Regions from separate parts of the Macaca mulatta genome. Here region 1 is linked to region 2. The links are chromatin contacts, called in public Hi-C maps. All regions are on one chromosome and are shown on one strand. The core of a region is the stretch at or near the end of the contact, and the rest is flanking DNA. Distances in the headings are between cores, read along the strand shown. Region 1 holds the start of LOC114671808. Region 2 holds the start of PTRHD1 (peptidyl-tRNA hydrolase domain containing 1).

What was found. A called contact is a pair of places that touch in the nucleus more often than the background predicts.
Region 1: a Hi-C map of fetal cortex germinal zone shows a contact between it and region 2, with 2.9 times the contacts expected there. The contact joins the promoter of LOC114671808 here to the promoter of PTRHD1 in region 2. A contact is called at or near these places in 3 of 14 Hi-C or Micro-C datasets (fetal cortex germinal zone, fetal cortical plate and liver).

Annotation. Positions count from the first base shown.
Region 1 is chr13:100,525,685-100,530,732 of T2T-MMU8v2.0, forward strand. LOC114671808 reads right to left here and starts at 3,049. Exons shown (of 6, transcript XM_077958772.1): 1 at 3,031-3,049; 2 at 2,723-2,905; 3 at 2,096-2,681. The coding sequence starts at 3,049. It overlaps NCOA1 (nuclear receptor coactivator 1), which reads right to left and starts at 2,802. Exons shown (of 21, transcript XM_077960057.1): 1 at 2,682-2,802. It overlaps LOC144333889 (a long non-coding RNA gene), which reads left to right and starts at 3,499. Exons shown (of 2, transcript XR_013403021.1): 1 at 3,499-5,048.
Region 2 is chr13:100,223,659-100,228,700 of T2T-MMU8v2.0, forward strand. It overlaps PTRHD1 (peptidyl-tRNA hydrolase domain containing 1), which reads left to right and starts at 1,732. Exons shown (of 2, transcript NM_001193681.1): 1 at 1,732-1,983; 2 at 4,504-4,703. The coding sequence starts at 1,732. The coding sequence ends at 4,674. CENPO (centromere protein O) reads right to left here and starts at 1,985. Exons shown (of 10, transcript XR_013403002.1): 1 at 1,608-1,985; 2 at 864-1,255.

The sequences.
Region 1 (5,048 bases), core at 1,799-4,298, 300 kb after region 2:
TCCACAAAAAGGAAAAAAAAAAAAGAATTTCAAGAAATGCCCAATACCCCCTCTCCAACCACTCGACCTTTCAGCACCTCTCTACCACCCTCATCACTTACTCAACATTTAGTCCTAGTGAAGACCGCTCACTGGATTAGCAGGATCAAGAGGACATGCACAGAACATTCCATTCTGAGAACAACATCTTTAAATTATTTAGGCTTGTTTACCACCCTTCCCTATAGAGTAAAAGCATGATATGTTGCCAGCACTTTCACAATATACACCAGTTAGCACCATAGCAACCCAATCTTCTGCCCACCAAAAGATTAACACATCAGTAGAAAACAGGAAATTCAACAAAAATTAAAGTTTGACCTTAGACTCCCTCAACAGTTAAATGTCTTAAGCAGGAGCAGTGTCTTTCCATCACACCCACTTCATGCTACCCTTACAGCTTCCTGGCATAAGCAAGTTCTTGGGATTATACAAACTGCTGCTTCTGTTTCCAGCCCAGATTTCTAGAAATGAAACCCTGGAATTGAGGGAGAAACAAAAACAAATGTTCGCAGAAAGAGGGAGGAAAAAGCAATGTCTATATAATCGTAGTTTAAGTGAAACAATCACCATTAGCTACATCAAGCGCTCCCCCCCCCCACCCCCCCAGTAAAACCACTGCAGATCTAAAACACTCCCTTGGTTTAAACCACACAAAAAGCCATTCAATAGGCACAATCCTACAGGTTTTCTGAGAGAAATAAGGAAGAGATCAAGTATAAGCTATGTAAAATTCACGCTCTGCACCTTATAAAGCAAACCTCAATGCTGTTAAATAACCAGTAGAAAACATCTACAAAAATCAAACTAAACACCTGTTCTTATAAGCAGCAGTCCTCTATTTTCTCTCTAAACCATATATTCCCAACTCAGACCCTCTTTGTGACCCACTGTTCCCAAAGCATCAAGTCTGAAGAAGAAACAGAGAGAAAACATTTCGGACATTCGTTCACAAAACCAAATTAGACCTTTCCACAAAGTACAGGAGATAAAACAGAAACACTTCCATTTTATCTAATTTATGGCAAATAGTTCAAGGAATGACTATTTGTTAAGCTGAATCAAACCCCACTGCTACCTTTAATCCAAAACTATTTCTAGTTCAAGAGCCAAGAGACCCAAGCAAATAATACTTTCTTTTCACATTATTCTCAACATGAAGAAATCCGACCCCCTTCCTACAACATCATAGCTTCTGTGAAACAAGCTGAGGCCCCTATGGTCAACTTTTGTTGTTATTGTTGTTGTTGTTTTGTTTGCTTTTTTTTTTTTTTTTTGAGAGTAGCCTCCAACCAATTTCAAAAGAGGAGACAAACCTCAAACAAATTTAACCCTTGAGATCCACCCCTCAACTGTACCATATAATCTACGCTTCACGGCAGTAATGTTTTAAGCAGACACTTGATTTCTTAATCACTGAAATGTAAGCACCAGCCCTCACAAATCATCGCCACAGAGATTCCTCTTGGCATCCACAGAGGGTGCTGGGGCTGCAAGTCACTCAAGAACCCTTCACTTACCAACATCACACTCGACATTAAAAATTCACCCTCTCCGAAGAAAAAATGTCACCTTCTCCACAAGGACACCTGCCTGTTCAACACCTCTACAAGAAACGAGGACGGCCAAGCATGAGAGGCTAACAGACCCTCCAGCTTAAAAGTTTTCCTTCCCAGGAAACTCTCCGGCCACAACACCGTGGCCTGTCCTTGTCACACACACACAGGCTGTATTGTCAACCCCTCCGTCTTCCTCTAACGTCGTCAGACTGGGCAGTGTCTACCCATGGGGGTAACTGCTTTTAAAAAAAATTAAAAAGCAGCCACCACAGCTGGGTAGTAAGGACTGGAGACCCTGGTGTCCGATTTCTTCAGGTCTTTTCCAAGGGACTAGAGAGCGGCCTGAATTCTGTCACTGCCCACTAACCAACCCCACCTCCCAATCGCCCCTCGTCAACATGTTTGCTTCCCTTCCTCGGCCCTTTCGGCTGAACCCCAGGAAGGGGACCAAACACCGGCCGCGACAGGAACATGTCCAGTGTCCATCCCATGTCTACCTCCGAAACCCCTTCTCGGGAGAAGGGGCGAGCAAGCGCGCCGGGGTCAAACCCGAGCGCCGTCGAGGGCTGCGCTGACGGAGAGGGACGCCGCGGTCGCCCCCATTTCGCGGTCCGGGCAGGCGAGACTCCGAGAGGTGAGCGGGCTGGCCAAGGTCACGGCGTCGTCGGGGCCGAGGGGCGCCCGCGCCGACTTCCGGCTCCCCCTCTTGGCGACGACCCGGGGCGCCCGCTCCCCACGCCGGGCAGGCGGCCGCGCAGCTCGCGCCCCCTCCGCGGATGCTCGCCCTCTCCGCGCTAACTAGGGCAACTGGAAAAGAGGCGGAGAGAAGTCGCTGCTGCAGCGATTTCCCTCGGCAGGGAGCAGCCCCCAGCTGGTGCCCGTGACAGCTGCGACCTCCGCCCCCTCCAGCCGCGCGGGGCCGCGAGGGGAACTCGGGGAAGTGGGAGGGGGATGGAGCGGGAGAAAGGAGAGCAGGGGGCGGAGGGGCGCCAGCTGCTCCCCGCCCCCTAGGGCCTCGGCGGCCGCGCGGCTCGTGACAGCTGCACCCACCGGGAGGCTCCGCACCCGCCGCCCGCCACTCACCTGCCGCCGCCGCCTCTGGGCCGCGCTCACCGGCGCCGCACTCGTCCGCGACCGTGGCGGCGGTGCCGCCGCGGCCTCAGCCGCTCCTCGGGCCCGGAGCCCGGCCCCCTGGGCCCAGGCGCCCGCCGCCGCCGCCGCCGCCGCCGCCGCGGCTCTCCGGCCCCCTCCTCCGGAGCAGGGGTCCCCCCGCAGGGGGATGCAGAAGGAACCTGACGCAGGCTTGGCTCGAGGGAGCAGCAACGAACAGGAGGCCGAGGCGCTCAAGGCCGCGGTGCAGCCGTCGGAGGACAGAGCTCAGCAGATCGCGTCAGACTCCCGCTCGCCCAGCCTGAAGAACAGGCATTTCAGCCGCTCTCCGCGGCCGCCATGTTCTCCTCCTCGGCCGCCGCCGCCGCCGCCACCGCCCCCCGCTCGCGGCACCGCCCCCTTCGCGCCCCGCCCCGCCCCGCCCCGCCCGTTCCCGGCCGCCCGCCCGCCTGCCCGCCCGCCGCGCTTCCCCTGCCGGCTCCGGCCGCCCGGGCCCGGTGCCCGCGAGCTCCGACAGCGCGCCCCCAGCCCGCCGGGCCTGCCGGGCCCGCCGAGCAAGGAGTCTCCCCGCGCCCTCTGCCGGCTGCAGGCCCGCCCCAGCCTGCGTCCTAACGAAGTGTGGGAAAGGAGGCCCGAACTCTTCCCCGCCCGTCTCAACTCCTCCCCGCCCCTCTCCTGCCCTCCCCTCGGGGCGTTCCTCCCACTGCTGCCGGGAAGCGGCCTCGAACCCCAGGGCGCTCGCAGCTAGGCCGCCGGGCCTGCCGCCTCCCGCTGTTCTTTATCTTTCTGGGAAGGTGGCTGAACGGCGAGAGGCCCTGCGGACGGGGCGGAGTCGGCTCCGGGTCTGTCCCTCCACTCGGGTGTTCTGTTACTTTGAGCGAGACATATCCCGCAGGCCTCGTTTTTTATTCTGTAAAATTGGGAGGTGGTTGCCTAGATGATTTCACAGGCTATTAGACAAGAGAAAAGGAAGATCTTCTGCCCCCTTCGTTTTACAGATGAAAAGATCTGCCTGACACGTTCTGGCTTTGCAATTCCATGAATTATGTAAAATGTCTGTCATTCGCAGATATTTTCCCTCAAGGGGACCACACCTTTCTTGTCTCCCTCTTTTTTTTTTTTTTTTCTACTTGTCTGATAGAAGTGCTACTTCCAAACGTAGAGTGGTCCTTGTCACCAGAGGAATCGAACAGCTGCTGAACAGCCTCTCTGAGCCGCGATGGCCTTATCTGGACCGCATCCCTCATTCCAAAGGCTGGCAATGCAATATATACCCATCTCTCTCCCTGGGTTGTCGTAAGGATGAATGAGTCACTCGCCGTGGAAGTGCCTTGTAAAGCATACATCTGTCCATTCCTTTCTTGCATTCTTACCCCATTTCGCGCTCTTACCCTTCCTCAATCCTGTCCTGCTGCTGCTGTCTCCCGGCGTTCCTGATGTTTCGCTTCCTGTGTGTTCTCCCCTAAATCAATCTGTAAATCCTTAAGCCCTTCGCACCCTTCTCCCAACTGGGGAACCTGACCGCCTTGAAAACACCAACCTCCCTGGCACCTCTCTGAGTCAACGGCAGCCTCTTCCACAGGCAGGTACTTACTGTATGCTCTCACCATCCTCTTCCTGTCCTGGTCATGCTCATAAAGCAATCGCTAGACCACACCCCCACATGCATTCATATATTCATTCATTTATAGATTCATTCTCCTGATTCTTATCGGAGACCTACTACTGGGGCCCTAGGTGCATTTCCTGAGCTCTGGCTTAGCAGTACCTCTAGCCACCCGCAGAGTCCCTATCCCCAATAACAGCTGAAAATACCCGGGCACTCACCAGTTTCGTCCCCTAATGTAGCGCCTACTTCCCAATCTAGTCCAATGCAGACTGTGTGAAAGTGCCTTGTATTGGCCTCTGGCGCCAACAAATGAGCCACCTGTACAAGGTACTCCTGTCTCCACTGTACTCTAGTAACTGCTGAAGGCCAAATCTAGTGGTCACTTCAGTCCTTCTCTCATGTGGCCTTTCTACAGCACGTGATACTGCTAACTCCTCCTTTTTGAAACTCTCTTCCCCTGTCATCAACATGAGTCTCTCTACCTGATTTCTGAACTTCCGTTCGTGTGTGCTTTTCTTGGGTTGCTCCTTTTTACAGGGCCATAACAAATGTTGGTATCCTCAAGGATACCAACATTTTTTTCCTTCCTCTCCTCTGGCTTCGGCTGACTGTTTATTTCCACAGCTTCAACTGTTAACAACTGCTGCATTTCCTTCTTCCAGTCTCCCACTCTGCAGCCCAGGGTCGTAATCAACTTTAAAATATCCTCAAAAAAAGCAGTGCTAAGATTT
Region 2 (5,042 bases), core at 482-2,981:
AACAGGTTACTCCTGAGTGTGACATGTTTCCACTACACAAAGTCACCAAACTTATTTTTAGTCTTAAAGTAACAGTAAATCTTACCCCATATACTTTTATTATCTACAGTCTCAGCTTAAGTCATCTTAAGCTGAATATAGCTACTTCATAGTTATCAATGATAATGATGGCCCAGAGAAAAACGGGATCACCAAATTCACTGACAAACTCAGAATTCTTTTTAAAACTATAGAGTTATTTTTAAAGTTGGGTTTTATGGCAAGCTTTCCCAAAGTACTAACGTAGAACCCTCTGGATTTAGGCATCAGGCTTAAGTATGCCAAAGTTCTAAAAAGTATTAATAGCACAGGACATAAAGCAACACAAAACCAGAACTGTCCACAAATATTACCGGGCACTAAAGAAGAAAGCAACTTCCTTCTGGACAGAAATTCAGATGCAAATCTCAGTTTCCAAAGGATTGACTAAGGACTAAGTAATAGTTTCATAATTCTAAGCAACTCTAACAATTAATTCTTTAAACACTTTCTACTTTTTAAGACACTTACAAAGCCTTTCATTATTTCCTATATATTAGACATGTGCTAAATGCTTCACTTGAAAAGTTTGAATTAAATACTATTCCACCACAAAAGAAATACTTTTTCCACAACTACAACTACCGTGCCATTTTCACCTCCATTTTCTAGATGAAAAAACAGAGGCAGAGAACAAAGTGACTTGCCTAAGGGCCCTTTATTTATCATGGCAGAGCCAAGACTCAAACCCAGTTCTAACCAACACTACAGTCACTGCCCCGCACTGGCCCTCCCTCAGGAGTAATGCATAAATGGCCCAAAAACCCCGGGGAGAGGAACGAAACCTCCCTGGCTAGAACCGCAGTTCAGAATATAAACACTGAGCATATGATGGATGCAACTTAATCCGTTTCAAAAGAGGTGGGAGCCTAGAAACGAAGCCATTTTTCCTCCTCGAATAATCCTGGCTGCCTGTCCCTTTGTCTTCAATGTTAATTCCTTTCACCATTCTGCTCCCAAACAGGTCAGGTCCCACGTCAGTTCCAGGAGGAAAGGGCTCTCTCAGCCTGCGGATCATCTTTGGGCAGCAGCAGGAAGGGGAAGGCGGCGGCCCTCTCAATACCTCCTTTAGACTCGCCATCTGGACGTAAAGGGTTAGCCTGCTCCATCTCAGATTGCCAAGGGCCTTCCCATGAAGTTGTCTAGGCAAGCGGTGATAGGGACCTCAATGTCCTTGCTGATAAAAGAAAAATGGCAACAGAGTCATATCGCATCTAGTCCCATTCAAACCCAGACGGCAGGGCACACACCACTCAGGCACAACCCCTGGGCCGCGGATGACACAAACGTAACGGCTAGGATCCCCTTTCCTGAGCCGCCAGCCCTCTCCCAGCGCCCGAGCCAGCAGAGTCCGCGCCCACCCCCGCGCCCACCCCGCGGCCCCGGCGCGCTCCCGAGGCCCCGGCTACTCTGGTCCAGCAGGCTTCACAGCTACGGAAGGAGTTTTAAGAAGGCCGTTCAGCCCGCCACCCTGGCCACGGTCCCGTCAGACACTGGGTCTTTCCCCTACCTTCTCCCTTCTAGCTCACCCAGGCCAGGGGCGAGAATTCCCGCCATCCACGTCTTCAAAACCAAGCCAACCGGTCCCGGCGTGCTTTGCGATCCTGCCGTACAAAAACATGGCGGCGCTCAGGGCCCCGCCCTGATCCCAGGATGCACCGGGGAGTAGGTCCGGCCTTTCGGGTGGTGAGGAAGATGGCGGCCTCTGGGGCGGAGCCGCAGGTCCTGGTACAATACTTGGTGTTACGAAAGGATCTATCACAAGCTCCGTTCTCCTGGCCGGCGGGCGCACTGGTGGCGCAGGCTTGTCACGCGGCCACCGCGGCCTTGCACACTCACCGCGACCACCCGCACACCACCGCTTACCTCCAAGAGCTGGGGCGCATGCGCAAAGTGGTCCTTGAGGTGAGGCACTCGGGCGGAGGGGGAGGTGCTGAGACGTCGAGGGCGGAAGTGGGTGTGATCTTCGGTCCGAAGGCCTAGCTGCGGGGAGTGGGTGCGGCGGGGGTTGGGGTGATCGTTAACATTTAGACTGGAGCTATTTCCCTGGAGGTGCGTCCTTGGGGAGGGCCTGACTGTGTGAAGAGTGGAGAGCAGTCGTCCGCCCCCTTCTGGGCTCGCGGTGAAGTGGTGCCGCCTGTGTCCCCGCCGTTCCGCCTGTGCACTGGCTGACCTTTTAAAGCCATGCCCCAAAGTGCTGTCCTCCAGCAAAACCGAGCCCGAGGGGACAGAGCGAGCTCCTTCTCGCCGTGGGGACAGTGCAAAGTGAAGTCAAACTGAGTATTTACCTGGGTAGGACGCCAAAGTATTTGAAAATAAACACTAAAAGCCTTATTTGAACCTAGCTTCAGATAGACCAGTCACCAGGGGTGTAAATCGGTGCACCTTTTAAAATAGCAGTCAAGTTCTGTTTGCAGATAACCAAACAAATCTCACCCTTACCCTTTGACTCTGTCTCTCCTGCTGCTAGAGATGTAGCCTAAGAAAATAATCAGATGGACCCAAAGAGCTTTGCACAAGGATATTCATGGGAGCCCTTATGTTTTTGAAGCATATTTAGTGGTCTGGAAGAGTGCTCATGATGCGAAGCTAACTGAACTATATGTACAGAATGATCCAGACTTTGAAAGGAAAAACCAAGGAAAGATATCTAAATATTAAGTAGTGCATGGTGAGATTTTGGTTATTTCCTAATGCTTCTCTGTATTTTTGAAATTTTCTACCTTAAGCACATATTTTATAATAAGGAAAAACGGCTTTAAAGTAATGAAGCCAGAACTCAGGTGGAGGGGTGGAGTAATACCTTCATGGAAGACTGGCAAAGACAGATTATCTTTCAAGAGAAACATTACTGCTGGATAGTGAAACATCAGGCGGTAACCTGTAGGAAAAATGCCTTGAGAATCTGAGTAGGCAGAACAGAAGCCGCTGACTTTTCACTTAGATTTTCTTCCTATTAAGAGGTCTTAAGAAATCAGGTTCAGACTCCTCTTGTCTCGGGTGAAACTCTGAAGCCTACAGGGATTAAGTGACTCCCCTGAGTTTAAAAGAGGGTCTCATGATTCTTAGTTGTTAATCATGACTCAAGAAGGGAACTTAGGAGTCGCTACTGATTACATTGAGGTGCTGCTGTAGTCAGAAGGGCCAATAAAATATAAGACAATACCAGGATTAACTACGTTTATTGAGTGCTTAGTATGTGCCAGGCACAGGTCTGAGCCTAATTTCATTGATCCCCACTAGGAAGCATTTTATAAAGGGACGAAGAGGCCAGCGAAGTCGCCTAACTTGTCCACGATTACGCAGTCAGCAAGAGTTTGGAGTCCGGTAGTCTGATTCCAGAGACTCACTGTATCTCACTGTACTATGCCTCTGCCCGAGGCTGAAGAAGCTGATGAGTCCTCCAGCAGAGCTCTGCCGGAAGGACTTAGCAGGTTAAAAGTAGCAATACTGGCATTCTCTAATTTGTTAAAACCAGCCTCTGATTATCTTAGTGGCTTCTGCCTTCATAGGTAAAAGATAAACTTTATGCAAACTAACATGAAAATAATAATTTTCTGAGTGATAGTTTTAATACTTCCTGGAATGGGATTCATCATGGGTGAATTGGCAGTAAGGATGACCCAGAAACGATTTCAGAAGGATGTTAGAGAATATTGTACTCTCCGTTTAATAAACAAGTGGGAGCTATCCCAGCAGAAGGAAAACCCCTTTAGGTTTCAGTAGGGTAGAGTGGGAGGGGTGGAGGGAAGTGGAAGTGGATGTGCTTTTAGAAATCCTTCCACTAGGGGCTGGGCGCGGTGGCTCACGCCTGTGATCCCAGCACTTTGGGAGGCCTAGGCGGGTGGATCACTTGAGGTCAGGAGTTCCAGACCAGCCCGGGCAACACGGTGAAACCGCGTCTCTACTAAAAATACAAAAATTAGCCAGGTGTGGTGGTGTACGCCTGTAATCCCAGCTACTCGGGAGGCTGAGGCAGGAGAATCACTTGAACTTGGGAGGCAGAGGCTGCAGTGAGCCGAGATCGTGCCCCTACACTCTGGCCTGGGTGACAGAGCAAGACTCTGTTTCAAAAGAAAAAAAAACTTCCATTAGGCAGTGGTTAAAGTCAGAGGCATTTAAAATTATGGGCACCAGCCATAGGAGAGCTAGAAAACGTGTAGAGCAGAATTACACATTACACATGTGGATGTTGGGCACACGACATCTCACGAGGGAAGATACAAATCTCCATTGTCTAAACAGGACTAGGAGGCCTCTCTCCCCTCCCCAGTGCACCAAGGAATGACATCGTTGCTCTGCAGCTCCCTCCTTGGTAAAGCTGTCACTCCACTTTCAGTGAAGAGGACTCCCGAAACCCTTTTTGGCCTTTTGACACTTCCTAAGTGGGCTATTCAGTTTGTGTTCTATGTTCTTCTCCTTTAGGCCCCAAATGAGACCACCCTAAAGGAGCTGGCCGAGACCCTGCAACAGAAGAACATTGACCACATGCTGTGGCTTGAGCAACCAGAGAATATCGCCACTTGCATTGCTCTCCGGCCCTACCCCAAGGAAGAAGTGGGCCAGTATTTGAAGAAGTTCCGATTGTTCAAATGACTGCTGCTTTGATGTGTTTGAATACCAGCTGGATCCAGAATCAGCAGGCCACCCATTCCAGAGCATCATGTGCTTGCAGTGTCAGCTTGCTCCCGTCTTTCAGTTGTGACAGTTTCTTGAGGGTTCAGCGCATGTTCCTATTAAAGTTGTCATTAATAACTACTTCCTCTTATTAATAAGTGCAACTGTGGAAGGTGCGCGGGCAGTGTTGTCTGGCGATCATTGCTCAAATAGAAGATTGGGTTAGACTCTCCTATGGGGGTCAAGGAAACTCCCTTCCAGTCACCCAGGTTTGAAACTTTGCTTTTTGCCGGGGGCGGTGGCTCAAGCCTGTAATCCCAGCACTTTGGGAGGCTGAGATGGGCGGA